Linked DNA regions of Sus scrofa: regions 1, 2 and 3 are each linked to region 4. The links are chromatin contacts, called in public Hi-C and promoter capture Hi-C maps. All regions are on one chromosome and are shown on one strand. The core of a region is the stretch at or near the end of the contact, and the rest is flanking DNA. Distances in the headings are between cores, read along the strand shown. Region 1 holds the start of RPL36AL (ribosomal protein L36a like). Region 2 holds the start of ATL1 (atlastin-1). Region 3 holds the start of KLHDC2 (kelch domain-containing protein 2). Region 4 holds the start of VCPKMT (protein-lysine methyltransferase METTL21D).

The links. Promoter capture Hi-C pulls out the DNA fragments that hold promoters and counts their contacts. Hi-C and Micro-C count contacts between places; a contact is called where the count stands out from the background.
Region 1: a contact with region 4 is called in a promoter capture Hi-C map of fetal skeletal muscle, with 5 times the contacts expected there. The contact joins the promoter of RPL36AL here to the promoter of VCPKMT in region 4. A contact is called at or near these places in 2 of 5 promoter capture datasets (fetal skeletal muscle and liver), 12 of 47 Hi-C or Micro-C datasets (alveolar macrophages, blood, fetal skeletal muscle and 8 more) and 1 of 2 datasets of contacts at active chromatin or transcription factors (alveolar macrophages).
Region 2: a contact with region 4 is called in a Hi-C map of embryonic fibroblasts, with 2.9 times the contacts expected there. The contact joins the promoter of ATL1 here to the promoter of VCPKMT in region 4. A contact is called at or near these places in 6 of 47 Hi-C or Micro-C datasets (alveolar macrophages, embryonic fibroblasts, fetal liver and 3 more) and 2 of 2 datasets of contacts at active chromatin or transcription factors (alveolar macrophages and skeletal muscle).
Region 3: a promoter capture Hi-C map of liver shows a contact between it and region 4, with 2.4 times the contacts expected there. The contact joins the promoter of KLHDC2 here to the promoter of VCPKMT in region 4. A contact is called at or near these places in 1 of 5 promoter capture datasets (liver) and 2 of 2 datasets of contacts at active chromatin or transcription factors (alveolar macrophages and skeletal muscle).

The regions. Positions count from the first base shown.
Region 1 is chr1:179,475,318-179,482,246 of Sscrofa11.1, reverse strand. RPL36AL (ribosomal protein L36a like) reads left to right here and starts at 4,427. Exons shown (of 2, transcript NM_213917.1): 1 at 4,427-4,457; 2 at 5,161-5,609. The coding sequence starts at 5,192. The coding sequence ends at 5,512. MGAT2 (mannosyl (alpha-1,6-)-glycoprotein beta-1,2-N-acetylglucosaminyltransferase) reads right to left here and starts at 3,783. Exons shown (of 1, transcript NM_001128482.1): 1 at 2,443-3,783. The coding sequence starts at 3,783. The coding sequence ends at 2,443. It overlaps LRR1 (leucine-rich repeat protein 1), which reads right to left. Exons shown (of 4, transcript XM_021101338.1): 4 at 6,910-6,929. DNAAF2 (protein kintoun) reads left to right here. Exons shown (of 3, transcript XM_003121803.5): 3 at 1-58.
Region 2 is chr1:180,296,094-180,302,317 of Sscrofa11.1, reverse strand. It overlaps ATL1 (atlastin-1), which reads right to left and starts at 2,884. Exons shown (of 15, transcript XM_021101558.1): 1 at 2,651-2,884. MAP4K5 (mitogen-activated protein kinase kinase kinase kinase 5) reads left to right here and starts at 2,827. Exons shown (of 33, transcript XM_021101533.1): 1 at 2,827-3,114; 2 at 3,325-3,541. The coding sequence starts at 3,434.
Region 3 is chr1:179,605,949-179,612,175 of Sscrofa11.1, reverse strand. KLHDC2 (kelch domain-containing protein 2) reads right to left here and starts at 3,150. Exons shown (of 13, transcript XM_001925208.7): 1 at 566-3,150. The coding sequence starts at 718.
Region 4 is chr1:179,904,224-179,911,102 of Sscrofa11.1, reverse strand. VCPKMT (protein-lysine methyltransferase METTL21D) reads left to right here and starts at 3,664. Exons shown (of 6, transcript XM_021101519.1): 1 at 3,664-4,420; 2 at 4,518-4,628; 3 at 4,800-4,872; 4 at 6,143-6,262. The coding sequence starts at 4,155. SOS2 (son of sevenless homolog 2) reads left to right here. Exons shown (of 23, transcript XM_021101439.1): 22 at 292-401; 23 at 1,798-3,525. The coding sequence ends at 2,307.

The DNA of each region.
Region 1 (6,929 bases), core at 3,178-5,677, 430 kb after region 4:
TACTTGCCATTACTTTAATAAAGTTCAAAATAAAGATTTCATTAAGTTGTGTCCTTCACAAAAAGTAATTCTCAAAAATGCAGTTAACTAGAAGCACACTAGAGCACATGTTGGGGGAGAAGAATCTCAAAACCATGCGTTTATTAAGTCTCACTAAACAGGATGCATTTATGCTTGTCATAGAGTCTGAGAGAAAAGAACTTTACTAACCAATATTAAATGATCCAAACAATACAGATACACTGAATGAACTTCAGTATTTTTGCTTCAGTTGTGTATTTCATTCATAGGTAAGTCACCATATGTTATAGTAGGTTATTTATTAATGACTTTTAAAACTAAATTTTAAAAGAACTTTTTGGAAGTTATTATTACAGTATGAAAACATCCCTTGGGTTTTTTTGTTTTTTTTGTTTTTGTCTTTTTAGGAGGCTGGGGTCCAATCAGCTATAGCTGCTGGCCTACACCACATCCACAGCAACACCAGATCTGAGCCGAGTTCTACAACCTTACACCTCAGCTCATGGCAACACCAGATCTTTAACTCACTGAGCGAGAACAGGGATCGAACCTGTGTCCTCATGGGTACTAGTGAGATTAGTTTCCGTTGACCATGACAGGAAAACATCCCTTGGTTTTATAGAATTATATTTACAAATTTTAGAACAGGACACTTAAAAAAATCTGAGCATTTGCTCCAGTAGGAAAACTGTCTTAATTGTACTATTACATGAAAACAACAAAAAAAGCTAGTATTTTTGAGGCCAGAAGAAAATTCCAATGGATATTTTTCTCACAAAAATTTTTAGAACATTTAAGAAAATATAGAAAGGTTTGCAGTGCTCACCCCAATAAAAGCAATTCCAGGAGTTCCCACTGTGGTTCAGTGAGAATCCCACATAGTATCCATGAGGATGCAGGTTCGATCCCTGGCCTTGCTCAGTGAGTTAAGGATCCAGAGTTGCTATGGCTGCGGTATAGGCCAGCAGGTGCAGCTCCGATTTGACCCCTAGCTGGGGAACTTGCATATGCCTCAGGTACAGCCCTTTTTTCAATCACAATATGAATCTTACTTCATTTGATGCAACAATTTTGAGATTGTCCCTTAGGTACACAATTTTCTGAGACTGAAATGACAATCTTGCAATATCTACACAGAAATTAGTCTATATTTCCAGTTGAATACAATTAGATACTGCTAAGGGAAACATGTTCAATTTGGAGTAAATTTTAAGCCTGTTTCCTATTGTTTACTGTGTCTGTTCTTTTAAAAGGGAGTTCCCTTGTGGTGCAGCAGGTTAAAGATCCTGCTGTTGCTGTTGTATTGCCACTGCAGCTGCCTGGGTTGATCCCTGGCCAGGGAACTTCCACATACTGCAGGCATGGCCAAGAAAAAACACCAAAAAAAAGTATGAGTTCTGTTAAAGCTGGCACTAGAACATGTTTCACCTTGTCAGGACTGAACTTTGTATCATTTCTGGCTGTATTTTACTTACACAGCAGCTTTTTATTGCTCATTATCTATGCCTGGCTGATTTGAAAGCCAGTTTCTTCCAAAGGGAATGCACTATCAAGAGCTGGTATTTCAAACTCTGTTATACAATGTACAGATAAGATGTAATGCTAACTTTAAAACTTTTAGAATGTCTTTACTGGACTTTGGTTTGTAGGTTTATTCTGCAAAATGATTAGGAACCTTTTTATGCAAAAATGAGTATTTTATTTTGGCAGCACTAAAAAAAAAAAAAACAAAACCACTGTATTTCTACATTGAGGTGAAAACAGTGTTTAAACTTTCTTATCAATCAAATACATTCCAAAAGAAAGTGTGTCCTATGAATGTTCCAAAGCACAGGCAAATCTTAACACAACAATACAAGAATCTGTAATACTGAAAAGTGACTCTGCTCTGACAGGGTGTTTAACAAACATAACTTTCGAATTATAAAGCCAGTGAAGCAATCCTTTCCTAGTAACTGTTATCAAGAATGAAGCTGGGCTTGTTAATACTCTTAGCAATTTCATGGTAATACTTTTAACTGGTATGACAATTTTAAATAAACTTTGCTGTATGTAATATAAGTTTTGAAAGTGGAAAAGTGTACAAAGTTCCAGATAAAAAGATTAATAGATGCAATTTAAATAAAATTTCCCCTTTTACTGGTTAACAATGATTTCCTTCAGCAGACACACAAGAAACTTTAAAACCCAACTCACAAAGTGAAAACTTGTGTTTTAAATCTTAATCAGACAAGAGGAAAAGATTACTATATTTGGACAACTTTTATAAGAATTTTGTTGTTGTATTAAAGCAGAAACCAGTTCCTAAACTCTTTTATTCAATTGTATATCCTGTTTGGACAAATATCAAAAATAGAAGACTGTCACCTTTTGCGATTGCGTTTTTTTTTTTTTTTTTTTTTTTTTTTTTTTTTTTTTTTTTTACTGCAGTCTTCTATAACTCTTACAGAGTTCATGGTCCCTAATGTCTCCCCACCCTCCATTTTTCCTAGGTGGGGAAAGGGCTGCTGTCAATTTTTCACTGATAGTTAAAGTTTCTGGAAACATGTACTGTTTGTTACTATTTAAGAGTGACTCAATTTGGGCACTCTGTGTGGATGGTCTACAGGTTTTTTTGTGATGCATACCACAGTCTCCAGCATGAAAAATCCTAGGAACTTGAGGAACCAGCACTTTCCAAAATTTTGGAAGACAAGATACAGTCAAATATTGAAGTGTCCAGTCCCAGTTATAATCATCATAAGTACAGAAAGTGTCTGTGCACTCGATCAGCTTCTGATAGGCATCCCGGGTCAAGGCCAGACCCATATTGTGCTCCGTGGATTTCCACGTTTTCACATCTACCTTGTCAGCAACGTCACGGAAACTGCGAACGGTAGTATAGGTCCCCAGGGAGAGAACGTCACACTCAGGACACTCTTGCTGCTTTAAATTCCACATCTTTTTGAAGACATGGTAAAAGTCTGGGGCTACGTAGTGATCCTCCTCTAGGAAAAGTATGAGGCCAGCATAGTCTCGAAGGACTTTGACCCTCTCCCACACGAAATGCAGCTTCCACCACCAGTGGTGTTTGGTTTGGGAGAACTTGGCCTCTCTGTAATGGCCGAAGGAGTCGGGATATTCAGCATTAATGCATCCCATTTTCAAAGCTGCATTCTTCTCCAGGTCTCTAGGGCAATCTCTGGGGTCAGTACCCGGAAACTCGTTAGGGTACAACTGAATGCTGAAAGGAAAGAACACCTGCAGAACCGGACAGAAATCCACCCCAGCGATCAGCTGATTAATCTCAGTCGACCAGAAGTCATGGCTAAAGATGACGAGGACGTTGTCGATTCCCTGGGCTTTCCGAAGTGAGTCCAGGAGCAGTTTGAGGTATTCGGCCCGGTTGTGCACCTGGACCACCAGCACAAGCTCGCGGGGGACCCAGGAGCTGACCTTATCCACATTCCTCAACGTCTGGTCAAAGTTCAGTTGGTACACTAGGGACCGGTACCGCAGCGTCAGGTTGTCCACCTCGGGCTGCGGGGCTGCCGCGACCAGCGGAGCCGCCGAATCGTTGGAGCCCCGGCGGATGCCCACGGATATGGCAGGATGGTCCCCGGCCCGGGCGCCCGCACCCCGCACGGGCTCGGCGTCCAGCAGCGGCGGGGCGAGGGCCTCATTCTTCCTTTGTCGCCCATTGCTGCTCCAGAGGACGAAGCCGCAGGCGGCCACCACGAACGTCAAGATCAGCACCTTCCGCTTGTAGATGCGGAACCTCATGGTCTCCGGGGCCGGGAGCGCGGGCAGGCGCGTAAAGGAGCTAGCGGATCCCGCACGGAAAGGGCGGGCGGGCGGCGGCCGTGGCCTGCAGCGATCGGAATGGGCCTCCGCGGCTGCCCTCGCTAACTCATCCCTGGCCCCGGGGGTCCTGGGGCCCGAAGGCGCTCAGCTCCCCTGTGCCGCCCGGGCTCCACACATCCTCGCCTGGCAGCTGCAGCTCAGGCTGTCCCGCCGCTAGGAGCCGCGACTCAGCGTCGCCTCGGTCCTCTCCATCCGGCACGGGTCCGAGAAGCCCGCCGCGGCCCCACCGCACCCCGGCTCCGTTACCTGCGCTTCCAGCGGCCCTGCGTCCTCTGGGCTTTCATCCTTACGCAGGCACCGGACGTCCCGGACCGAGGGACGCAACCTCGTCCCACTCCCGCGGAGACTGTCCTGACAACCAGCAACTGGCTCGCGGAGCTCCGCGGCCCCCGGGCCCACACCCCTCCGGCCCGCCCCTCGGGCCGTCGGTTGGCGCTTCCCCGACGCGTCGGGAGACGACCGGGCGTCGCTGCCCGCCTCTTATTGGGCCGCGGCGCTGTCGCTCAGGCTCAGTTCCTGCTTCCGTCCCGATCCTCCTTTTCCGGTGAGGCTAGAGCAGAGCGAGACCCGGAACGTGGACATCGGTTTTACTGGTAAGCTACACGCGGAGTGGTAGCGGTCTCGACTGGAGCCCCCGAAGCTCAGGATCCCGGGGTGGCCGGGCGAACCCTGGTAGGAGAGGGAGGGCGAGGCCCGCCGCCTTGGGGGATTTCAAGAACGGGCTTCTCCCTTCCGGGAAGGGGCTCCCGCATGGCGGCTGCCGGGCCGGGAGGCACTTGTTAAGGACACGTCAGCCTTCGGGGCCGCTGAAGGGAGACCGTGTTTCGGAGGGAGAAGTCAAACCACGTTGCTGCGGTCCTCAGAGAAGGGCCGGGCTCGGCCTTGGCACCAGCTACACCGCACCCGGAGCCAGACTGGCTCTCGCGCTCACTCTCCCACTCTTCCGAAGGAGAGTAGATTATCACACGACCACGCTTTAGTTGTTGGGTAACCACGGTAAATTAAGGACCAAAGGAACCCACTTTGGAACTTAGAGTCAGTAGGGGGACCTGACTGTATAGGGCATCCTTATGCTGCTGCTCTGGCCCTTATTTTAGTGAGCCTCATTTTATCACTGCTCCGATGATTAGCCTTCTAAAGAGTTGTGCACATATATATATTTATTCGTGTGGAAAATGCGTATTTGGTGCATTTATACGTTAATGATTTCTGTAATGTTACTATTTCCATATTTACAAAACTTAAAATTTCAAAATGTTTAACGTCTGTTGCTGTATTTTAAATATTTTACCACAGTATTCATCGTGAAAACACCCCTGTTGCAAAGATGGTCAACGTACCTAAAACCCGAAGGACTTTCTGTAAGAAGTGTGGAAAACATCAGCCTCACAAAGTGACCCAGTATAAGAAGGGCAAGGATTCCCTCTATGCCCAGGGAAAGAGGCGCTATGATCGGAAACAGAGTGGCTATGGCGGGCAAACAAAGCCAATTTTCCGGAAGAAGGCTAAAACCACAAAGAAGATTGTGCTGAGGCTTGAATGTGTTGAGCCCAACTGCAGATCCAAGAGGATGCTGGCAATTAAGAGATGCAAGCATTTTGAACTTGGAGGAGATAAGAAGAGAAAGGGCCAAGTGATCCAGTTCTAAGCCTTGAGAATTTTTTTTATTCTATATTTGAGAGGAAGGTGTTGAAGCCATAGGGGGAAAAAAAATGCCTGTATGAGAATAAATACAGTGATACCTTACTGAAATCTTTTGTATTTTTAAAATATAAATAGGATCTTGTGCTTATTTTGGTTCTAAATTAAGGAAGTTACAGAATTAAGGTTCATTTCAAATTCTCATTTAAATTTAGTTCCATAAGACTTGGAATGTTGATTTATATATAAAGATAGGAGTCCCACCTCAAATTTTATAACTAGGTTATGGAGATAAATCATAAGGCAGGGAAAAAACTGATACTTTTCACATCAATTTCATATCTGTTGGGTGAGTAAATGATTATGATTGAGCTGCTGGGGAAAGTCTCAATCAGATTTTGAAAAAAGTACATGGAAAAGATAAGGTAGGCCTGTGTATAGCAGACTGGGTGGAGTAGAGGATCCAAGCTGAAGGGGTAAAAAGAGCTGACTTTTTGCAAGGGTATGGTCCAGTAGGGCATACTAGCCACATATAGCTATTTACATTAAAAATGCAGTTTCTCAGTTATACTAGCTACATGTGGTTAGTGACCACCCCATTGGACAGCAGAGACGTACAATGTTTCCATAGGTTTTTCTAGACAACCTTTTCTTAGACCTTGGTCTTTTTTTTTTTTTTTTTTTTTTTGTCTTTTTAGCCCTCACCCCACCCCAAAGCATATGGAGGTTCCCAGGTGAGGGGTCCAACGGGAGCTGTGGCTGCTAGCCTACATCACAGTCACTCGGGATCCTGTATTCCCAGGGGAAAAGGCGCTATGATCAGAAACAGAGTGGCTATGTCTGTAACCTACACCACAGCTCTGAGCAATTCTGGATCCTTAACCCACAGATGGAGGCCAGGGATCAAACCTGCGTCCTCCTGGATACTAGTAGGGTTCATTACCACTGAGCCACCACAGGAACTCCCATAGACCTTGGTCTTCAATGTAAAGCAGGAGTTGAAAATTGACTTGTAATTACAAAAAGTTCTGAAGCAAGTGAAAAAAATGGAGTCCATAACAACATGAATTCCATCCTTTGAACTTTTCAGAACATACCCTGGGAGGTACTCAAATGTTATACCCTGACTGTTGGGAGTGTTGAGGTAAGAAGTTAACTGAAAACAGAATGGAAGGTTAAACTCAAGTGAGCCTAGTAATCACCTATGGAAGGCAAGAAAGAAAAATAAGTTGAGTATTAAATGAAAAACTGAGAAAGGGAAATGAGCTATGAGAAGAGGACAAGTTCTCTTATTTCTGTATATGAATTTTAAGTTGGCTAAGGAACTTGGGGATGGCTTCTAGATGAGCAAGAATTCAAAGGGCTAGGGTATAGGAATAACTTGATTAACACTCATTCCCAAAGTAGGCTATTAACATCTGCCT
Region 2 (6,224 bases), core at 1,635-4,134, 390 kb before region 4:
TGCTCTGTTTTGCCACACTTGAGGGTCTTAATTAGCCATTCTATATTGATTAGTAAATTGTGAAACTTACACAGGTAGAAGTTTAAAAATTTTATGTCCCCAAATTTTAAAAAATTAGCCTTGGCCAAAATTGAAACCAGAGGCCACAGATTATAACTAGCATTTTACTAAAGTACTTTGAAAGAAGGGAAAATCACTATAAAGCACAGAGCAAACCATCATAGTTGTAAAACATGGAAAATATTTACTTGCCAGGTATTATGAAAACAAAGAATATGACAATTAGGTTAACACGAAGGCCCTATCAAGCCATATTTATTCTTATTCAATACCTTGGCATTATAAAATTGGGTAGTTTGTAAGAAATTCTTCCATTAGCTATAAATTTTTTTTGCTGTTGTTGTTATGGCTGTACCCATGGCATATAGAAGTTCTCAGGCCAGGGACTGAACCCCAGCCCCAAGCTGCAACACCACCGAATCCTTTTTAATCCGTTGTACCAGGCTGGAGATGGAACCCGCACCTCCATAGAGACCTGAGCTGGTGCAGCTGGAATTCTTAACCCAATATGCCACGATGTAAACTCCTGTTAGCTGTACTTTTTTTATTGTTACGTAACCTTCAACCCTGAAACCAAGTGCTTAATTGTTTTGGAGGTAAAATTAGATTTATGCACTGTATGTTTATTTTATGGAAACTGAATTTGAATTTCTTTACCAACAATATTTAACACACAAACCATGACTTCACTGATCTTGATAAAATTAACTCAACAAGTATTTAAAAATTCTAAAGATTCTCTTGGAGTTAGTATAAAGCAACTGTTTTTTTCTTTGCACTGTGGTATAAGTAAAATAATAATTATGGTTGACATTTTTTAACCACCACATAGAATCTCGACTTTTTCCATGCTATCCACCTGTGGGCTGATGGTCAAAGCATGTGGATATGCAATTACTGGCAACATAAAACATCTGCACTCCCGGGTCTTGTTGAAGCCTAGGACCTCAAACTTTTTATGGCCTAACTCATACCAAAATTGTGTTTCGAGAATAACATGCTTAAAGGAAAACATGCTTCAGAAAGACATGTATCCTTGTTTCAAATTGGGAATTCACATTTTCCACTTTATGAAGACTTGTGAAATAAGTTTTTCTAAAGTCTTAGTATCAGGAAAAGATATGCCTCTCTCTCAATCAACTGGTTTACTGTGATCCTCAAAACACTGTAAAATGTTCTGCTTTGGCCAATTTGCTACACTGTTCTGGTATCCTATTTTTCTCTCTTTAACATCATACCTATTTCCTCATTTACTTATTTTTATCTTATGTTGTAGTATGCATTTTCTGTATGTTGCCTCAAATTCTCTGAGGAATAATGGAGATATAAATAAGAATAAGTAAATTTCAGACTAGAAAAAGGATCAATACCTATATGGTCAAAGGAGGAAAAAAAGAGTCTATGACAGTAAACAAGTACTAGGATACCAATAGAACATTTGAAAAGATTTTGAGTCATTGAAGCCAAAAGTATTTGCCCACCAAAACAAGTGCCAAGAAGCTTTGAAAGAAGGAACTGTTCTTCAACAATTTTTTCAATGCAGCAAACACATAGGCTTTGTCCATAGAGCATGTAAGTCTGAGCTTACTTATGTTCCCTAAATAAGTGCTCTTTGTGCATGGAACACAAAAAAATACATATATTCCCTGTACAGCTAAGGTGTGAAGTTAATTTGTACATTACCAAACTGATTACAATGATCAACAATAAGGGATATATTGCCCGAGAATGGAATGAATTGGATGTTCAAAGCTACAGGCCAGCATCTGTGACTTGCTCTTTTGTGATTTTTCAGTCACTAAATGGATTGGTCAAGTGTTAGCTGAATTTTTTTGTTCAAAACCTTCATTGGGCTCTACAAACAAAATCAATCTGGCAACCTTATTTCTACCTTGGAACAAGACTGGAAGTGAAACTACAAAACAGCTTGTGAAATATTCAGCCAAATTACTTCCCTAAACTCCTGTTTCATATTCTGTGCATTGTGAAGTATGTTAAAAAGCCTTTTATATTTGATAACGCCCTTTACAATCTTGTAAAATGCCTTATAAACACTTTCTCAGGTGTCGGATGCAAAACCCTACCCTCTTCAAGCTGCAGATAAGGATGTGGAGATATTGCCAAATAGGATGTCTTTTTTGTCCCAGATCACATACTGAGTAAGTGGTAGAGTCAGAACCAGGTTGTGGTCCCTGATTTTCAGCTGCTGCAGAACTCCCGACCCAATTAAAGGAACAATACCTGCGCTGAGACACTGCGTGTGCCCAACAGGGATAAGAACCACATAGACTTCCTAGGAATTCCGACTTTCGGAAATGTCTTGGGAAAACTTAGTGGAAGACAGGTTGCGCAGGTGTGCAGTGCAGCCTCAAACTGGTACCACTGGGAATGGTTTGCAAAACAGGAAGGTGCAGTTGGGTGTGCCGCGACTTAGTTAATCTGGCACTCCCCCACCTCCCTCCCGGGCGCCCCATTGCCAGATTACTTCTGGCTCAGTGCCCTCAACGAACCATTTTCTCAACTGGGAGGGCTGCGTTCCCATCGCCCTCGTGCCCACCCTACTACTCTACCCGCCACCCTCCAGGTTTACCTGACAAAGCTGGGAGCGGTTTAGCGGAGGCGCGTCAGCCCAAGAATGCCCGGGGGCGTCCGTGACCCCCAGAGTGGGGAGCAGAGCCCGGCTCAGGAAAGGACGCTCCGGGCCAGGGGGGCGCGGCGGCCCGGCCGGGAGAGTGTCGTGTCCCGAGCAGGCCTCAGGGCGGCACTCTGGTCTCGCGGCCGGCGCGCTCGGGCGGGACGCTGGGCGCCGACCCACGCTGGCCGGGAACGTGTCTCCCGGTGACGCAGCCCCGGGTGGGGAACGTGGTGCGGCGGCGGCGGCGACGGTACGCGCCTCCGCCGCCCGCGAGAGGACGTGCGGTGCAGCGAAAGGCAGCGGCGGCAGCACAGCTGGACTTGGAGGGCCGGCGGGCGCCGGGAATCAAGACGCAGGCGCCGGCGGGGAAGTAGGTCCTGGGCGCGGCGCTCAACAAAGAGCGGGGCCGCCCCCCTCAGGTACCGAGCCGGCCCCGGGCCCCGGCGGGCGGGCAGAATCCGGCCCGACAGTTCGCGGGCGGTCAGGGAGGGGGAAGGGCCGCGGCCGGAACACGGCAGCGGCGGGGCGCTGGGGACCCCTTCCAGGCCCGCTGGTAGCGGCTCCCGCTGGGGCGGAAAGGACGGGACTGGGCCGCTCGGGGTTGCAGCCTCTGCTCGTCCCTCGTGCAGGCGGAGCTGCGGGCAGAGGCTCCATGTTGGGAAGCGGCGCCGCTCGTCCTCGTTAGCGGGAATCGGGGCGCCGCGGGCACAGCCGGCGGGGGCCGGGCCCTGAACGAAGATGGAGGCCCCTCTGCGGCCTGCCGCGGACATCCTGAGGCGGAACCCGCAGCAAGACTACGAGCTCGTTCAGAGGGTCGGCAGCGGCACCTACGGGGACGTCTATAAGGTGAGGCAGGCCAGGCTCTTTTCCTGCGGTCCGCTGGCTCCCGGGAATAGGGCCACTTTCTGAGGAAGTGTGAGAAGGAAGGAGGATGCTTTTGTTGTTGCATCTTGGAGATGCCGCGGCCGGGTCCCATTTACTCCATTCGGAGCGCCTTCTAATCCATGCTTGCACTGATCGCTCCAACAAGCAGAACTAACTACACCTTTGCGAACCACCGTTGTACTTTTTTTGTGCGTGTGTGTGGTATAAAGGCTTTTTAATGCTTATTTATGGTATCCAAGAAAGTTCGAATCTGCTTATGGAGTTGCGCTTGAGGATATTCTTGTCTTAACATGGAAAAAATGCTTCCTGGAAGACAGTAGACAAGGAAATATATTGACGTTCTCACATTTTCACAAAAAACTTTTTGATGGATGATGCTGTTTTAAAAAGTCCTTTGAAACCCCAGTCTCTCAATTTTAACTGTAAGTAGTCTAATGCTGGGTCAAAGTGATGTGTGCACAAACATTATCCTATGCAGAACAATGCTTTTCCTGGTAGAAGTTTTGGCATTTGTATCTGATGATGATTTTCTAATTCTTCTTTGGCAATTCCTCTCTCTGGGATTGATAACATCCCATGACCCAGAATAGTTAAGAGCAGCTGTCTTTTTAATTGTGCTCTTTTGCTTTATTTGAGACAAATGATGGGAATGAGTTACTCTTAGTTTGAAAAAAAAAAAAAAAAAAAGTCACAGGCAAGCAAACCCAGTTCCCGAAATCCACCGAGTTCTTGAAGGATCAAGAGGAAAGAGATTGTTTCAGATTGCCTTATGCTTTTTTGTTCTCTGTTCCAAAAAGGGAGCATTAATGTAACTCATATGGGTATGTTAAGGGAACTTGCCTTTGATTTTGCAAAAGCTTTGTTTATTGTATTTGATCATGTCATGTATCCCATTATTCTAAACAACACTCCTGCATATAGCTGAAATAGCCTTGGGTAATTAACCAGAACACTCCTCTGGGGTATGTTGTTTTTGTACAGGTGGTAATATGGAAGGAAAATATCCCTTCTTCCTAACTTCTATTTTTAATATCCTCTCTGTTAATAGTAACAATTCAAGGTTGGGTTATGACAGCTCTAGCACTGTTTGAGTCTGTTGAGATGCACTGTAATGGATAGGCTTTTTATCCTTTAAAACAGCATTTGAATCTTCTGTACTAGACACTGTTCTAGTATGGGATGCTGAATTGTGAGAGGAAGGTTCCAGTTTTTGCCGTGTGAATAATTTTAATTCAGAGTGGGTAATTACAATAATCTTCTTTATATAAAATTAGAGGTAGTTAACTCTTACTTGTTTATCCATGGATTAGTCATTTTGTGGAATGCTCTTTAAAAAATTGAAATTCCTGTCTGCTTTCTCAGTCCCACTTTTTAGTCATCTTCGTCTTATGATTCACTATGTGTTAGACTGGCTCAATTCATTTCATGTTAATAACATAATAGTCTGAATTTTAGTTCTTGTATTTTTCTCTCCTCCCCACTGCAAGAAAATTTAAAGTGTTTTCTCCATAAAAATCCCAAGAACTCCACCTTTTTTCTTTATAAATATAATAACTGAAGCAAGTGTCTGGAGCAGGGTTTTATTCTTTCACAGAAAGCAAAGGGTTATATTAAAGGGGCAGCTAATGCTTGCCTTTTACTCTGGTGCCTCCCTGCCCTATCTTTTCTCTTTCATAGCTCCTTCACCGAGGATCAAAGACTAAATATTTATCATACACCACTATCACCCATCCCCAGACAGTTCCCTTCCCTCATATTCATGCTTCCTCACATTTACTTGTATACTCATTCCACACCAGAACAGCTTCTGATTCCTAAACATTCTCAAAACTCTGGTCCCTTGTCTTCCGTTTTCCTTTGTTCTAATTACCTAGAATCACCTCCTACTCCCATTTCCAACTGTTGCTATCTTTCCTGTCCAGGAAAGCCTTACTCAAGTGCTCCTCTGGGAGGCCCCAGCCTCTCTCCTTTTCTCTCCTACCTCATTTACTGCTGTTCCCCCTCCTTCATTCTCTTCTACCCACACTGGTCTGCTTGCTCTTCCTTAAACATAATCCTCATCTTCCTACCTTTGGGTTTTTGCTCTGGCTATTCCTTCTGCTCAGAATATTTCTCCTCAGCCACAGGGCTTGCTCCCTTTTCTCTTTGCTTTTGTATCCTTTCAGTCTTTTTTCTACTTTGTCTTTCTATGCACTTGTTACCATCTAATGTAATGTTTTACTTTAAAAAAATTTTTTTTAATTTTTTAATTTTATGGCTGCACTCATGGCATGTGGATGTTCCTGGGCCAACGATTGAGTCCAGGCTACACCTGTGACCTATGCTGTAGATGTGGCAGTGCTGGATCCTTTAACCTATTGTGCTGGGCCCAGGATGGAACCTGCTCCTCCTCAGCGACCAGAGCTGCTGCAGTCAGATTCTTAGCCTACTGTACCACAGCCGGAACTTCTGTTTTTTTCTTACTATCTTTCTCAATCCACTAACATACTTCCTGAGGGCAGGGGTTTTATCTCTTTAGTCCAGTGCTCTGTCTCTATTAGCACCTAGAGTTACGCCTGGCACAGAATAAGAACTTTCTGAAAATTTGATGAATAAATGAATGAATGAATATTAGTAATTTTCTCCCCTAGTTCTCTGGATATAT
Region 3 (6,227 bases), core at 1,901-4,400, 300 kb after region 4:
CGGGCAGGTGCACAGGTGTAGCTGGGACTCAAAAAGCGGGAAGGTTGCAGAAGGCTGTGCCTGCGGCCTTTAGGAGGTCCCAGCTATTTCCCCACACTTCCATCTCCCCACAAGCCGGCCACAGCATCGGTGGGCCACAGGACGCTGGCTCCAGAGGGCTAAGTGCTCCTAGATGAGCCTGATAAAGGGTTAAGAGTGACATCACACACCGTTACCTCTTACACACCCCGACCCTTTCAAATAAAACCCTAGTCCTGCATCGCCCTTCCCCCCACCCCATCAAGTAACTAACTCTCGGATGTCAGAGCGCGCGGGGCGGCCACGAGCTGTGCGAGGCGGGGGCGCGGGCTTTGTAAGCAGAAGGCTGGCGTGACAACAGTCCAGGAGCCTAGGTACGGATTGGGACATCCGTGGGAAGATTCCCACACTCACAAAAAAAAGGAACCAACGCGCGGAGTCGCAACGTTGGGAGTGCCGGAGGCGCCCGGGGCGGCCGCTCTGGCGCTCCCACCCCCGATCTGGTAACAGCCGGGCAACGCCCGCCGCGGCCGGGCCACCCACTGACCTTGTAGCCTCCCCAGACGAACATGTGACGACCGTCGCCGACGGCTACGTGTCCACTACGCTCCGCGGGGCAGGCGAGCTCCGCGGACTCGTAGCCCTCGTAGGCCGGCCCCGGGAGCTCGTCCTCCCGCAGGTCCTCGTAGCCATCGGCCATCTTGAGGCAGCGCTTCGCTTTTCCAGCAATCCCCGCACCCGCCGAGGGGGAAAAGACAAAGGAAAAGGAAGAAGACGCACGGCGGCGCGAGGAGAGGCGACGGCGGCCAAAGGCACGGTGTGAGGGCCGCTCCGTGGCCGCCTGCGCGCGCGTCCTCCAGACCACTCTCGGCGGAGATGGCCTCTCGCCGCCCGGGCGCGGGTCGCGGGCAGGAGGCGCGGAGGCACCCGGCCCGGAGCAGGGCGTGCAGAGGTCCGGCTGGGGCTGGGGCCGGTGCCAGCTTCCAGCCCGACGGCCCCGCCTCCAGCTCGCTTCTCGCCGCCGCTGGCCCTTGTTTACGCCGCAGCCGGAACCGCCCGTTCCGCTAGCACCGCCCACCGGGCTCCGGAAGCGCGGCCGGCGCTCAGCGCCCCCAGCGCCAGGTCCTCCTGCCACCACCAAACCGACGGCCAGACTTCGTGGCGTCTCGCCCTCAGCCGAAGTCCGGACAAAGAAGCCAGAGGAAGTTGTAAGGACATTCGGAGCCTCCTTTCAGCGCAGGGATATGCTGAATTACCCAGATTCTCCCCCCAGAAAGTTTCTTTCCGAGAAGATCTTGTTTGATTAAGGAATGTTCTCAGGTTCACCGCCTGGACTATAGCAAATTGCTCAAATAGTAAGTTTCAGTGTCTCAGGGTCGGGTCTTCCCGAGGATACAGGGGCGGGTGGTGCCTCTCGCCTCCCAGGCGGTCCCAGCTCCGATTGCTGGGCCGAGGCGCCCGGCCCTGCTCATTGCTGCTGCGCACTGCGTGCCACCCGGACTTGTGTCCACAGAGAGCGGGTCATGGCATCTCCTCTCGACAAGTTCTTCTTGCCCATCAGGAATCTTAAATGTAGTGCTGCATCCTCCACCCAGTTTGGAAAATTGTGCTCAAGAACTGTTTCAGAAACTGTCCCCATCCAGGCCATCTAGGAGGAAAGTGAATCTTACGCAGGACACTTTTCGCTTACATTACCTGAACCTTTTCAGTTAAGTCAAGAATTATTGTAATCTGAATTTGATTCCTCACCTGCAAAATGTAGTTAGGCTAGACTACATCTTAAATCTCTGATCTAATGGTGCATCTGTACGTGGATGTGTTTGGTGAGAGGAGTGTGCTTTATTTTCCTCTCCCTTGCTCATCATAACGCTGGGACTGCTATGTAGAAGGAACACTTGGTACAACAAATGGCCTTCCTCGCTAAAATTTTCTAAGCCTGAAATTTCTTCCTTAGCACTGCCTGTGTCTTTACAACTTATCAAAATTTGTAGGGTGGGTAAAAGCAGTACTTAGAAATTTATAGCATTGCGTGCCTATGTTAGAAAAAAAAGAAAGATCTAAAATCAACCATCTAAGTTTCCATCTTAGGAAATAAGAAAAAGAGGAGCGAATTAAATCCAAAATAAGCGGAAGGAAAAAAATAATGAGATGATGAAAAGAAAGAAACCAATGAAACTGAAAGCAGGAAATCAACAGAGAAAAACTGATAAAACCAAAAGCTGGTTCTTCAAATAGTGAAATCAATAAACCTCTAGCCAGGCTAAGAAGAAAAGACACAAATTACTGATATCAGAAATGAAACAGAACATCACTACATATATCATGGACATTAAAAGTATTATAAATATTATGAAGAACTCTGTGCCTGCATATTTGATAAACTAGATGCAATGGTCTGATTCCCTCAAAGACACAATCTGCCAAAATTCCTAAGAAAAAAATAGATAACCTGAATAAGCCCATATCTATTAAAGAAATTGAATCAATAATAACCTTCTAAAACAAAGCAGGAAGCCCAGATGAGTCCACTGGTAAAATTCTAACAAACATTTAAGGAAGAAACCATACCAGTTTTCTACAATCTCTTTTAGAAGACACAAGCAAAGAGAATACTTCTTACTCATTCTGAGGCCAATATTACTCTAATCCCCAAACCAGACAGATATATCACAAGAAAACAACAGACCAATATTTCTTATGAACATAGATGCAAAATCTTCAAAGTATTATCAAATCAAAAAAATTAAAAAAGAAACACTATAACCAAATGGGACTCATTCCAGGTATGCAAGGCTGATTTAGTGTTCAAAAATCAACCAGTGTAATCCATCATATCAACAAGCTAAAGAAGAAAAATCACATGATCATATTAACAGATGCAGAAAAAGCATCTATTAATGCTTTTAAGAGTTCCTGATGTGGCTCAGCAGTAATGAACCTGACTAGTATCCATGAAGACATGGGTTTCCTCCCTGGCCCTGCTCAGTGAGTTAAGGATCTGGCATTGCCATGAGCTACGGTATAGGTCACAGATGTGGCTCAGATCCTGCACTGCTGTGGTTGTGGCAGTAGACCAGCAGCTGCAGCTTTGATTCAACCCCTGGCCTGGGAACTTCCATATGCCACAGGTGCAGCCCTTAAAAAAAAAGACAAAGAAAGAAAAAGCATTTAATAACATCCAACACCTATTCATGATTAAAAAACAAACCTCTTGGCAAACTAGGAATATAGAGGAACTTCCTTAACTTCGTAAGGAACATCTACAAAAAATGTACAATTACTACTATTCTTAATGATGAGAAACTAGAGGAATAAGGAAAGGACATCCCCTCCCACCACTACCTTTCAACAGCCTACTGGATGTCTTCGCTTATGCAGTAAGACAAAAAGGGGGAAAAGGTTGGGAAGGAAGAAATCAAGTGCCTTTGTTCATAGATGGCATGATTATGTAGAAAATTATAAAAAATTACTGTAGTACATTCAGACAATAGAATATTATTCAGTGTTGAAAAGAAATAAGGCATCTTTTGAAGCCATGAAAAGACATGTAGGGAACTTAAATGCATATTACCAGTGAAATAAGCCAATCTGAAAAGGGCACATATGATATAATTCTAATTATATAACATGGAAAAGGCAAACTATGAAGACAGTAAAATATCCATGGTTGCCAAGGGTGAGGTCAGAGGGAGAAAGGACCAGGCAGAGCAAAGCAGGATTTTGAGGGCAGTGAAAATATTACGTATGATGCTATAAAGGTGGATACATATCACTATACAATTGTCTAAACCCATTAAATGTACACCACCAAGAGTGAGCCTTAATGTAAACTATGGACTTCAGGCGTGTCTAAGCTCAGGAAGCTATAATGAAATACCATGGACCTGGTGGCTTAAACAACAGACATTTCACAGTTCTGGAGGCTGGGAAGTCCGAGATCAAGGTGCTGACAGCTTTGGTTCTTAGTGAGGGCCCTCTTCTGGCTTTGCAGGTGGCTGCCTTCTCACTGCATCTCCATAGGGTGGGAAGAGAGAGCATGTGCAAGCTCTGGTCTCTTCCCTTCCTCGGAGGACACTAATCCCATCATGGGATCTTCACCCTCAAGACCTCATCTAAACCTAATTACCTTTTCAAATATCCCACCTCCAGAAAATTTCACATTGGGGGTCTTTTTGGGTTTCAACATATGAATTTTGTGGGGATACAAATATTCAGTCCATTGCATGGGTAGAAGAAATGTTCTTGCTATACCCACATGGTGGACCATACAGTAACTTCATCAAACAGGAAATTCCAACAGACTCACATTAATACAATGGAAAAAAAGGTGGGAAGGGGTATTATTTGCTTCTAAAACCGATTCTTTTCCTTTGAAATATTCTAAAGTCAAAATTTTAATTTTTTTTTTCTTTTTAGGGCCACACCCGTGGCCTATGGACGTTCCCAAGCTAGGGGTCGAATCAGAACTGAAGCTGCCGGCCACAGCCACAGCCATGGCCACGCCAGATCTGAGTCATGTCTGCGACCTAAACCATAGCTCACCACAACACAGATCCTTAACCCACTGAGCAAGGCCAGGAACGAACCTGCGTCCTCATGGATACTAGTCAGATTTATTTCCACTGAGCCACAACAGGAACTCCAAAATTTTAATTTTTCAGACAGTATGTACTACCTTGAAAATTATTCTAGCCTGCTGAGTTTATTTTATATTATTTCTCTTTCACACATACATACATATAAATAATGTACAAAGTGGTGAAAACATCACTTTGTTCCTAGGCTGACAGCATGAAGTTCTAAAGAACTTAAGCTTCTACCAAAAGGCTAATAATTTTTTAAAAAGTGTTTATGCAAAGATACTATTTGGAAAAAAAGTACATTAACTTTGGTATGCTATTACTTTTTTTTTTTTTTTTTTTTTTTTTTTGTCTTTTTGTCTTTTCTAGGGCTGCACCTGTGGCACATGGAGGTTCCCATGGTAGGGGTCTAATTAAAGCTGTAGTCGCCGGCCCACGCCAGAGTCACAGCAATGCAAGATCCGAGCCATGTCTGCGACCTACACCACAGTTCACGGCAACGCTGGATCCTCAACCCACTGAGCGAGGCCAGGGATGGAACCCGCAACCTCATGGTTCCTAGTCGGATTTGTTAACCACTGAGCCACGATGGGAACTCCAGGTATGCTATTACTGTATCACTCTAAACATGGTAGTAATACCTCAAAAGAATCCTTTCTGACAACTGGAAGAATATCCTGATAGACATTATAAAGATGGCTAGAAATTCTTTTTCCTTGAGAACCAGTCTGGAAACTAATTTTGTAAACCACCTGAAAAATAAAACATCAATCCTCTAGAGTTACATTTCAGAGAACCCATAAAGGAGAGTTCAGAGAGAAAGGAGACTGTGGTTGCATGGACTCCTTCCCACTGCACAGGTCAACACAAAGTAAAGCATCAGTGGTAACACGTGAGGAGTGAACACCCTTGACTAGGGATCTTGAAAACCGGCTGTGCTGGCTCTCAGATTTCTACTGCTCCTAACATCAGGGAAGCCCTGGTTTAAGCCAAGTTTTGGAAACTGAAGATCAGGCCAGAATTCCCTGTCACTCCTACTATGGGGCTACCTCAGAACATAGAAATTTTTGAAGCAGCAACAATATATTAAGTCAAATAAAAACAGCACCAGTTTCATGAGCCACGGATTATACATAGATTTTCATTCTCTTGAAGCCTAAGTGAGTGTGTGTGTTTTGAGGGGGCTAACTTTTAATATTTAGATAAACCATTTAAAAACTGAAGTGCTGGAGTTCCCGTCGTGGCGCAGTGGTTAACGAATCCGACTAGGAACCATGAGGTTGCAGGTTCGGTCCTTGCCCTTGCTCAGTGGGTTAACGATCCGGTGTTGCCATGAGCTGTGGTGTAGGTTGCAGACATGGCTCAGATCCCGCGTTGCTGTGGCTCTGGCGTAGGCTGGCGGCTACAGCTCCTATTAGACCCCTAGCTTGGGAACCTCCATATGCCGAGGGAGCGGCCCAAGAAATAGCAAAAAAGACAAAAAAAAAAAAAAAAAAAAAAAAAAACGAAGTGCTGTTCTAAGAGGCTAGAGAAGGTATTCACATAATCCAGAAGCCATTTTAAAAAATGTTCATTCCAGAGTTTCTGCTGTCGTGCAACAGAAATGAACCCGACTAGTATCCATGAGGA
Region 4 (6,879 bases), core at 2,415-4,914:
AAGATTTGGATCTTAATTAAATAGTGTATCTTCATTTAGCTTAGTACCTAACATGCACTACCACTGTGCTGGATGCTACAGACATGAAAATAAGTACACACTGCCCTCAAAAAGCAAGCCTTCAGCTTAATGGAGAGGATGGCTAAACCAATAGTCAGCTGCAATACAGCCTGACTGAGGCCATAGCAGAGGTTGGCCATAGTGGAGGTTGGTTGATCAAAGATTGAAATAAAGTTTTGTCTTATAACTGCTTTGTGAATTGTGGTTAAACTAATCTTTTTTTACCTCCAGAGTCTTTCTTCAGTTCATGTGGTAGTTTACATAAACTAAGTGAAGAGCCACTGATTCCTCCTCCGCTTCCTCCTCGAAAAAAGTTTGATCATGATGCTTCAAATTCCAAGGTAGTCAACAGGACTTAGGTTTGCCTTAACTTAATCAAAGCTGTGAATCCTCAGAACTTGCTTGTTCTTATAAAGAGTCTGTCGATTATACTTTGGCCACCCTTTATGGTTTTTAAACATTTAGGTGGTTTTATTTTAAAAATACTTTAAATAATTGTTTAATCCTCGTAATACTCTTTCTTAAAAAGAAGCTGGGAAGATTCACAGATACTCAGAAGTCCATTTATTTCTGATAGAGATGGAAAGAATTTTAGTATTCAGAGCGTTCGCCAAACTTTAGTCTGACCGGAAGTACCTGAAAGGCTTGTTAAAACCAGATGGCCAGAGTTTCAGATTCAGTAGATCTGGGGCTCAAGAATTTGCATTTCTTTCCTTTTTTTTTTTTTGCTTTTTAGGGCCTCACCTACAGCATATTGAGGTTCCCAGGCTAGGGGTCTAATCGGACCTACAGCTGCTGGCCACAGCAGTGCAGGATCCGAGCCATGTCTGTGACCTACACCACAGCTCATGGCAGTGCCAGATCTTTAACCCACTGAATGAGGCCTCATGGTTACTAGTCGGATTCGTTTCCACTGAGCCACCATGGGAATTCCTGCATTTGTAACAAGTTCCCTTCTAGTGCTGATGCTGTTGATCCCTGGATCATATCATATTTTAAGAACTCCCACTTTGGAGTTCCTGTCATGGCTCAGTGGTTAACAAACCTGACTAGGAACCATGAGGTTGTGAGTTGGATCCCTGGCCTTGCTCAGTGGGTTAAGGATCCGGCATTGCCATGAGCTGTGGTATAGGTTGCAGACGCAGCTCTCAAATCCCGCATTGCTATGGATGTGGCATAGGCCAGTGGCTGCAGCTCTGATTGGACCCCTAGCCTGGTAACCTCCATATGCTGCGAGTACAGCCATAAAAAGAAAAAAAGAAAAACAACTAAAAAACTCCCACTTTCAGCCTCACTGAGGATAGTAGAAGTCAGTGACCAAAAACTAGAATTTGGTATATTAAGATATTTTTGATATACCAAATAAGGTATATTTGGATACATATTAAGTCCTCTTGATATCATGTCCTTTCATGTCTAAAAAGCTATGTATTCTTTTCACTCACTTGCCCATTATTATAATTAAAATACATAAACTTATAAACTGTGTATGCAAAACAAGGTAATCTGAGGCTTTATGTTCTAAGATTTCAATTAAAACATCTCATATATAAAAATAGTAAACTGAGCCTTGAGTGAGGCTGGGAGTAATTTATTCATAAATCTGAACATTAAACCAGATTAATGTATTTTGGACTTTCTAGATTTAACTTGCAAGAATTTTTCAATCTTTTTAAGACTTTTTCTCACAAATTTTTCAGGAGAACAGAAGTATAATTTAATATTTTTGTTTTTGAGGGAAATATGAAATCCGATGATGACCCCCCTGCTATTCCGCCAAGACAACCTCCTCCTCCAAAGGTAAAACCCAGAGTTCCTGCTCCTACTGGTGTGTTTGACGGACCTCTGCCTAGTCCACCTCTACCACCGCCAAGAGATCCTCTTCCTGATACCCCTCCACCGGTTCCCCTTCGGCCTCCAGAACACTTTATAAACTGTCCATTCACTCTCCAGCCACCTCCACTGGGACATCTTCACAGAGATCCAGACTGGTTCAGAGATGTTAGTATGTGTCCAAATTCTCCAAACACTCCTCCAAGCACACCATCTCCAAGAGTACCACGTCGATGCTATGTGCTCAGTTCTAGTCAAAATAATCTCGCTCATCCTCAAGCCCCCCCCATTCCACCAAGGCAGAATTCAAGCCCTCACCTACCAAAACTGCCACCAAAGACTTATAAACGGGAGCTTTCGCACCCCCCATTGTATAGACTGCCTTTGCTAGAAAATGCAGAAACTCCTCAATGACCTTAGCCATATGTAGTCATTGACACTGGAATGGTATTTGTAAAGTTTTTTTTTAATTTATTCAAAAATGCATAGTATTTTAGTACTTTTTAAAAATAATGCTCTTACAAAAATGCTACTGATCAAATAAGCTTTTAAAAATTGGAAAAATGAAAATACAGAAGTCCTTTACCATTATCCTCAGGTGATCAGTAGCATTGCCTTGTCTTAGATCCTCAGTGCTGCCAAAAGGCCAGTATAAAGAAATTATATTTGCACTGTAGACTCTGCTAAAATATGGTTTAAAGTGATAATTGATTGCACTGAAAGGGGATAGTGCATTTGTGGAATTTTTCAAATTTGAGTAATAGATGACTTTTTAAGGCAGTGAATTTACACACGTATGGGGGGGGTGAGTGATACTGATTTTTTAAGCCTCTTTGACCATCTTCTAGTTTTTACATCTAGTTTTTACATTTAGGAAAATTGTGAATAACACCCACTGTTCTTAAACTCTTTAATGCCATGTCTTAAATGCCAGAATTTGCTGCTGAAGACAAAAATGAAAAAGAGAATGAAAATAATAGAATGCACTGTGTTTATTATTTTGTCAAAATGTAAACAGACTACCTAACCCAATCATAGAGGGAAAAAGGGCATATATCTTATACAGATGTGCCTTTTTGTTTTTGCAGACTATGATGTCTTTAGCTAACGAGTTGCCTATTGTTTTGGGATGTAAAGTTAATATGCCATATATGTACAGTTTTGTTTATATTGTATATTTAAAGACAGTGCTAATAATGTATATAAGTTTATGTGACTTAAGGCCTATAATACAATCTGCTACTTTACTAATTCATGAATTCAGAGGACAAGTTTCTTATGGCCTAGGAACCAACTGCATTGCCTTGAAAACCTAATAACTTTCCCTGTAAATCCTGTGTTAATAAAATTTTTTAAAATATTTTTTTAGATTGGTAATATTTAAACCAGCATATACTTAAAGCTTTATTAAACTTTTTAATCAGAAAAGTGAGTAAAACTTTTATTTGCCATTTGATTTGGACTCCTTCCCTCAAAGTGATGAAAAAGTGTGTTTTGCTCTCAGTGCCACAGCAGCAGTTGTAAAGTAGTCAGAAGCCACGTTGTTTATTTACTGGTCAGTGGCCTTTTACTGTGCTTTGTATCAGAGTTTCTAACAAGATTAATAAATCACCCAAGTCTTAATTTTTTAAAGACTTTTAAAATATGTGTTTTCATTATATGGAACAAGGGGGTAAGATTGTTGAGTTCTGTAGAAATAAATTATTTTCCCTATTTTGTGCAATTAAAATTCCATAATCCTAAAGAATTCAAGTGATGTAAACTTTGGAGGGATAACTTTACCTTCACTGTTACTGCATTCAGATGAAAAATTAGCATGTTAGAAAATCTTATCCTCCTAAATTTAAAATTAGTAGGATGATAGCTATCCTCGGTAGAATCTTGGAAGCTGCCTGGATTTAAGGCCGGCAAATGCTGTGTGAATCAGTCTCCAACCAGGTAAAAATACTCAGGTTGGCTTTTTTTTTTTTAAGAGCAGATTATAATACTAGCTTTGTCCGGAAAATTGATCTAAACTGTCAGTTCTTGAAGCCAGACTTGAAATTTTGGGAAGAACGTGTCAGTTCCGCTCCTAGGGGAAGCCCTGGCCACGGGGTAGGCACTTTGGTGGAGCCTTGCCTTCCGGGCTCTCTGCCTTCGCGCATGCGCTCTGGCGCCAACACCTCCGCCAGGAGAAGCGGGGCCCCAAGCCAGTCGAGGAGCGGGGCTGTGCGCATGGTTGTGATGTCACTGTGTGCGCCACATCTTGTTGCCAGGCAGCGATGGCGGCTACTCTGGAGTCATCCGAGGAGGACACGCTGCTGAACTTTGTGCGAGTTTTGGAGAAGCGAGATGGCACGGTGTTACGACTGCAGCAGTATGGCTCCGGCGGCGTGGGTTGCGTTGTTTGGGACGCTGCCATTGTCCTTTCTAAATACCTGGAAACGCCCGGGTTTTCCGGCGATGGGGCCCACACTCTGAGCCAGCGGTCGGTGCTGGAGCTGGGCTCTGGCACCGGGGCGGTGGGGCTCATGGCTGCTACCCTCGGGTAAGAGCTGGCGGGAAGGGACGGCGCTTTGTTGGAGAAACCGCCATTACCGGCTTCCCAACCTTGTGCCTCTACCTCAATCAATGTTATTTTATAGGGCAGATGTCATAGTCACCGATCTTGAGGAATTGCAGGACTTACTGAAGATGAATATTAATATGAACAAGCATCTTGTCACTGGTTCTATTCAAGCCAAGGTACTGAAATGGTTTGTATGGCCTTTAAGCTTTTTTTAGATAACGATTTGTAGTTTGCTTTAAATTGTGTTTCACTGTAAGTACGGTTAATTCGAAGGGAATTTTCTGGGTCTTGTTTATAAAACAAGAATATTTTAAGTTATTAAAGCAACAGTGAAAAATATTTGGTTGACATTTTTAAGGGGGGAAGAAATAGAAGACTTTCCTTCTCCACCAGACTACATACTGATGGCTGACTGCATATACTACGAAGAGGTGAGTAATGAGTGAAATTTCTTCGTTTAGAGGTTGCATACACCGTTTTCCATGGGTTCTAAAGCACACATGTCTAAGCATTTTTACATCTTTTAATGCAAATTTATTCTGTAATTGATGATACAGTAAAGAGAAAATAAAAGTCACCACGGACTACAACTTACACACTCATGATTTTAACATAGAGGCCCATGAAGCATTTTGAGAAAAGTGTTATATGCATTTTACTAGAGGCTTCTATAAAATTTTTAAAGGATTTTGCCTTTTGGATCTCCTATGTAAGGCTAAGATTTTTTATTGTTATTTTTTTTTATTTAGCTATTCCAAGTAAATTTAATATGACATTAGTGATTTTAACTGTTAAGTTGTATTGTAAAGAATTCATTGTTCTGTGGCAAAATTTATTACATTTATAGGATTTTTTTTTAAATATCAGTTTGTGTATATTGTAGACATCACTCATTTTTTAAGTAATGGGCATTGAGCCAACTTATGTTCAAATTAGGGTCAGAATTATAGGGAAATTATTGATTGTTAAATTAAAGAAAAAATTTTTTGTTTTGTTTTTAGTGGCCCCACCTGCACCATATTGAAGTTCCCAGGCTAGGAGTCAAACTGGGGATGCAGCTGCCAACCTACACCACAGGCACAGCAGTGCCAGATCCGAGCCATATCTTTGATCTGCGCCATAGCTTGTGACAATGCCGGATTCTTAACCTACTGAGTGAGGCCAGGGGTTGAACCCACATCCTCACAGAGACAATATCAGGTCCTTAACCTGCTGAGCCACAAAGGGAACTCTAGTAAATACAGTTTTTAAGAGTGCAATTAGGAGTTCCCATCACGGCTCAGTGGTTAACGAACCCCACTAGTATTCATGAGGATGCAGGTTCTATCCCTGGCCTTGCTCAGTGAGTTAAGGATCTGGTGTTGCCGGGAGCTGTGGTGTAGGTTGCAGACAAGGCTCAGATCCTGAGTTGCTGTGGCTGTGGTGTGGGTCGGCAGCTACAGCTCAGATTTGACTCCCAGCCTGGGAGCCTCTATATGCCGCACAAAGACAAAAAAAAAAAAAAAAAAACTGTACAGTTAATTCCATTTGTTTATCCATGGGTACTCCAAAATTCAGTCACTTGCATCCTTTCTCTGAAAACTGAAATTGATACAATTGGATAAATTGTAGAGGAGTTATAATTACCCCTCCACTTCCCCTACCCCTTTTAAAGTAATATAAATTTTTAAAAGTCATAAATATTACATTCCTTTTGAGCAGTCTTTGGAGCCACTTGTGAAAACCCTAAAAGATCTCAGTGGATCCGATACTTGTATTATATGTTGTTACGAACAACGAACAATGGGAAAAAATCCAGAAATTGAGAAAAAGTATTTTGAGGTGAGTATTCTACTAGTTCTATCTTTGTAGCGATTACCCTTCAGAGAGGTTATATGTGATTTTGTGTTCAGGTATATTGTGGTAATTTTGAGTAGGGTTCATACTGTTTGTATGAACCCAATGAGAGGATTCTTCATAGCACATTGTTCTAATAACCCTCCCTCCCCATTTCTCACCTTTTCTGACCTTTTATTTTTCTTTTCTAATTTGTTGGTCTTGTATCTGTAAAACAATGTAAAATAATAAGGCCACACCTTTGTCTTTCCAGAGAAAGTTTTCAGGATTTCTTTATTAAACATGATGTTGGCTTTTGGGAACATATTACTGATGTCTATGTACTTTTTTGGAGACTACATCATAGAAACATGACAGATGTTATGTTTTTATTTCAGTGTTTTCCACTGTATTTTTATGATAGCTTTACCCAAGATATTATACCTCTTTCGGGGTTTTTCTTTCCTTTTTTTTTCTTTTGAATTAAAGGCCCATAGGAAGTTGCAGAAGTAGTATATAGAGTCCCATTTATCTTTCACTCATCTTCCTCCAGTTGTCACTCAAACCCTTTTTATGGGCAAAAATCCATCATATTACAAGTGACTCCTTTTAAGGGTCCATGT